Regions from separate parts of the Hordeum vulgare genome. Here region 2 is linked to region 1. A link is a contact called in public Hi-C data. All regions are on one chromosome and are shown on one strand. The core of a region is the stretch at or near the end of the contact, and the rest is flanking DNA. Distances in the headings are between cores, read along the strand shown.

Region 1 (2,700 bases), core at 124-2,623:
GTATAAGCTATCTATGTGTGCCTGGTGTGATCATCTGAGGAATAAAAATATGTTCCGTAAACGGAAGACCTTACAAGATGATACTTAATTCGTTGACACGGTATATTATGAAACAAAAGAACATGGCCTAAGCATCCTGGACAAAAGATGCAACCAGCAAGGATTAATCTGCATCATCTAGATTGCAACAGTTTTTTTTTTGCATCAATTTTGTATACAAGATGCTCACCATTGATGCCAACCTTCGTCTTCTCCACACTCGAATACTCTGCAGAGAAAAACAAAAAGGACAAAAAAGATTATAAACAATCAAATGCCACTAGAAGCTGCAATATGTTTGCTGAGCCCAACAACTTACGAGGGACGACCGGGGGTGCCTGTGTAGCTATAGCTCTAAGTGGCACAATGTTCCTGACACTTTAGCACACACGAATTAGATGCAGTACATCCTAATCTGGCATACAGTTCACGAGGCAATGCAAACGATGCATCGGAAAGGGGAGGCACTTACGATGAAGAGGAAGCAGCAATGGAGGGGAAACTGCAGGCCAAGTGAGCTGGACCCGTGCTCCTCAAGCATGACACCTATGCCACAACAGCCAAATCCCATCAATATGAGGTGAAAAAAGTTCGGCACTACAATAAAATCCTCAAAGGAGAAGGAGAAAGGCCTCTGCCGACGTGAACAACACTACAGCAGATGCCAAACAAAAGTTGAAAGCAACAGGAGACAAGCCAACTCGCATCTTAATTTAGAGTTAACACAATAGGGTCTCCTTGGCTCAATTCCATGGATGGAACTGGTGCTAAACAGCAGGGAACCTACGTCAGTACGCGGCGCTTGAACCCAATTCAACCGGTAGAATGTATTGCAGCGCCAAACAGCACAAATGGCTGGATTCCCCGCCGAGGATACGACGGTCTCGAGCGAATTACGACGGGGACCAACCAAATCTAGACGCCGAAATGGACTCGCATCAACCCAGCGGCGCCGCCCGGCTTTACGCGTACAGACAGTGCGTGTGAAGGGGCGAGCAACGGATACCTTGGAGGGGTCGGCGGCAGCGCGGGATCCGGCGAGGGACGAGGACGGGGCCGCCGCGGTGCGGAGAGGCACGGAGAGCGCCGCCATGGGAGAAGGGGTTGATGGACGGACGGACGGACGGACGGGTGGGTGGGTGGATGCGCGCGTTAGGGTTTGACCGAGGAGGAGGGGAGGGACCGCAGGAGAGGGTCACGAGGAGGAGGAATCAAGCCGACGAGGGGGCAGGGGCAGAGGTTTGGCTGGCCTTTCGTTCGCGGAGGCGGGCGTGGGAAGGTGGCGGCTCGAGCCTTGTTTTGTTTTATAACAAAGGAGAAAGAAAGAAAGCGGTGCACACGAGCGAGCGAGCGAGCGAGCCTACCCCCTCCACCGAATCTCTTGGTTGGCTGGCCGTGTTCGTCGTCGTGTTTTTAAAAAAGTGGAGGATCTTACCAACTTTGGTTTTGGTTTTCCCACAAGAAGACCAAACTGGTATTCGTCTTGTTGCAAGGCGATTGTCATTTGTCCAAGCCCCGGGGTTGGCAGCACTGCTGCCCGACATTTTCATCAGAAGAAGAAAAAAAGGCAGTGCTCTTCGCCAGCGCTTCGGTCGGAACTTTGGGCCGACCACACGCCCATCACCTGATTTGCCGGTAGCACGCAATGCAGTAAATTTAGTCACAACGCAGCAAATTTTTGTCCATGCAACAAAAAATTTCGATGCAGTAAATTTTGGTCACAACACAGTAAATTTCGGTCACGATTACAATAAAAATATGGTTGTAGTAAAAAATAGCGGTAGCAAAAAAGACGCTAATGATACGTGGTAGCAAAACAAAATGTGGGTTATAGCAAAAACAATACGATGAACTCGGATTACAACTCTGACTAACGTGTATGTAACTTTTTTAGTGAATGGTTGCAGCAAGAAATGATACCGGTTGTAGCAAAAGATTAACACGGTTGTAGCAACAATCAAAAACACCGGTTGTAGCGAAAAATTCAACGAACTAGGGTTGCAACCAAACGTATATGCAGCTTTTTTATGAACAATTGTAGCAAATAGAAAACGCTTGTAGCAAACTTCAACGCTAGTTACAGCAAATTTCAAAGGAAAAAAAGTTGCATGCTTAATCAACTACACGCGCGGGTCGCGCGCGACCGGCGGAACGGTTCGGTCGACGAGCCGACCACAAGCGTTTCCAGAAGAAGAAAAAATGCATGTCGCCAAAAGGGGTGGATACAAGATATTGTTTTAGTCTCGTAAAATCTATTTTGTCACTATGCATTCTGGGGTATTATTCAGTGTGTGTAAGTCCGATGAGAATAGCTGGTTACGACCGCGGACGCGCCTGAACACCCTCATTGATTTAGACTACATCATCACCCTCATCCTCGACAATCATATTGTGCAAAATAATACGACATGATAGGTTAGTGCTAAAATATATATATATATATATATATATATATATATATATATATATATAAACTCTATTTATCACTCAGGGTACAGAAGAATTTATTCTTCATCCGAGATAATCTTACGATTAATTTATAAATAAATTATATTTGAAATACAAATAGTTACATTTATATTGAATCACTACGTAAAATTTGACAAAAGAAAAACAATAATATAGGTCACAAGATCGAAAAAACTGAATTTATTGTATTTT
Region 2 (2,700 bases), core at 71-2,570, 480 kb after region 1:
CACCACATCTTTGCTAGAATAGCAAGACCAAAGAAAACAAGAACCACAAGTATGCATTTTAGAAGATTTCCAACTTCCATAACTGCTCCAACTAGTTGAAGCAATATCTTCTCCATGCACTCATTGTTGATCTGCGGATTCTTCATCTTGCATTCTTCATTCAGCCGCATCATCTTTGGTTCGGAAGAAATAGACGTTGCACATGCAGCCGCATCATTGTTTTTTATTCTACTAAGGAGTGCATCGACATCTATTAACTTTTTTTCTATCAATAAATCAATGTATTCGCCTTTCCAAAACCGAAATGAGCATCCATATTCCTACACAAAAGAATAACCATGTTCAGAATGAGGATCCGCAATTGAACCAAAGAATGAGATATCGCAAGTGCACGTACCCCGTCGTTTTCGCATTTGAAGAACACCCATCCGGGGTGGTTCGGCGTGCCCGAAGTAAGCCACATCATTGTCCGCGTGCAGTCGTCGCACTGTATGAGCGGCAACGGCGAGCCACACAGCCGCTGCGCGAGCGCCGAGCCCGGTGGACGGCCGGACGAATCCATGCCCGGAAATCGTCGGCGGCGCCGGGAGGACGAACCCGTCCGTGCATGCGCTGATGCGCCCTTGCCGGGGCTGCGGGAGATGCTCCCCGACCACTCCATCGCTTGGCGCAGCCACCGGCGGCCGACAAAAGCCAAATTCGGCGGCCGGAATCTTGGGCGAAGGGGGAGAGGGGAGGTGGTTGGTGGGGGAAAGCGCGGGCTGAAATGTCCCCCCACCAACCGCTTACCACTTATATGCAGGGCACCGCAGCGGCGAGGGGCGAACCCGCGAATACGCGGGTTGGGCCCGAAATTTTGCCGCGCCCCGCAAAAATATTTACGGGTCGGGGCGGGATGCGGGGTCTGATCGAACAGGTTTTGCCGCCCTGACCTGCACTTTGACGGTTATTTTGCGGACCGGGGCGGGATACGGGTCTTGCTAGAGTTGCTCTAAGAGCAAGTACAATAAGGTACATTCAGCAGGCTGTAAGGATTTAAATACTATATTTTTGCTGAGTTGGATGAGAGAGAAGAGGAGAGAGAAGGGAAGCGGGCTCTTCGTGAAGAGCCAGCTCTAGCACGTGCTCCTAGGTGATTTGTGCGAATGAAAGGTGAACCATATATGATAAAAATAATACTCTTTTATAGCTAACTATTGTACAAACTAGCTATAAGATGAACTATAAGACTGGTTATAGCGGGCAGTTGGCTATACTATTAACCATGCTCTAATATCATTGTTGGCCATCCGTGTCTTGTGGGTAGGTCCGCCACTGCCGTTTGGGGATCGTGTTTGACCGCGCGTTGTCAATTTGCACGGCGCCGCGCGCGTCCTACCCCGTGGCACTTCAAAGAAATTACAGAAAAACTGCCCTCCTTTGCAGAATCACTGCCGTGAGTCACCCCGCAGTCATTTTCCCCTCTCGACCCAACCATGGCCAAGCTCTGGCGGCGCTAGGGTTTGCTCCGCAGCTCCACGTCCGCTCGTCTCCGGCGCCGGCGTCCATAGTACGGCCGCCGCGGTCCTCATACCCCTTACCACGCATCTCCGTGCAGTGCCCAGCGCCGCCACCCGCGCATCTCGCCGCCGCCTCCTCTAGGCCGCGCTTGGGCCACCCCATCCGTCCGTCTTCGTCGCTGGTGGCCTGATTCTGGCCGCCGTCGTCCGCTCCTCCCGGTGCGCAGCGCCACCACCAGCTGCATCTGCTCCGATCTACCACTACACAGAGCAAGGTAACCTCCTGTGCTCTCCGTTTTCTCTTTTCTTTTGTATATGTAACTAGTAAAAATCCTCGGTTTATAATGAGGACTCTATGTTGCTACAAAACAGTAAAAAGATGTATGAGACATTGTTATGTTGCTGATTGGTATACAACGAGATGACCTTAAAAAAAAGGTATACAACGAGCACAATGAAACATAATGTTTCCAAATGGTAAATCCTTTCGTCCAAGCTAAAAATGCACATACAGAAGAGTGTAAATCAATTAGATGAACATGGGTCACTGGTCTTAATTCAGCAGGGTGTTCCTGAGTTTCTTGCGTTTATATGCCAGGACATAGGAGTACATGATGTATTGTTGCTACGTTTGCCAAAACACAAGCATGTGCAAGCTAGCTACAGGCATACACTTATTAGGATTTTAAATGGTGCACAGCAGACCATACGGACCTGGAATGAAATGCTTATAACCCCTAGCAGAGCGGGGCAACAACCAAAATAAAATCCTTCTAATACCTAGGATCAAAATAGACCGAGGAAGAAGCTAAGGGTTATCATGCCCGATTAATCTGCATCTTTGTAAAAATAATTGGGCATCAAAACTGATCTTTTTGGGCATGAGCAAGTGCCGTCTCCAACAGCTGCTCCATAATAGGGCATCAAAAACGTTAGTTCTCCTGCACCCACCATAGTTGTCACCTCAAGCACGGCTCGGAGCTTCTGCTGCCGTCGAACACTCTCGTCTCACTGCGCGCTCTGAGTCCTTGATGCCGACGACCATGTCTATGGTCTGCGCCAAGTACCGATCTGTCGGGTGGCCGAACTGCACACAACCACAAACCAACGAACTACAGTGGCTGCTAGTGACCAAACAACTCGCCACAGTTCAGATAAAATGAACAAATTGATTTTTGAATGTCAATCTTTCGGGCTCAAG

The links. Hi-C and Micro-C count contacts between places; a contact is called where the count stands out from the background.
Region 2: a contact with region 1 is called in a Hi-C map of seedling, with 4 times the contacts expected there. The contact joins the promoter of LOC123402069 here to the promoter of LOC123401526 in region 1. A contact is called at or near these places in 2 of 6 Hi-C or Micro-C datasets (leaf and seedling) and 1 of 1 datasets of contacts at active chromatin or transcription factors (embryo).

What each region holds. Positions count from the first base shown.
Region 1 is chr6H:134,724,553-134,727,252 of MorexV3_pseudomolecules_assembly, forward strand. LOC123401526 (glyceraldehyde-3-phosphate dehydrogenase GAPCP1, chloroplastic-like) reads right to left here and starts at 1,374. Exons shown (of 14, transcript XM_045095355.1): 1 at 1,046-1,374; 2 at 512-585; 3 at 359-417; 4 at 230-268. The coding sequence starts at 1,132.
Region 2 is chr6H:135,204,758-135,207,457 of MorexV3_pseudomolecules_assembly, forward strand. It overlaps LOC123402069, which reads left to right and starts at 1,321. Exons shown (of 2, transcript XR_006611230.1): 1 at 1,321-1,774.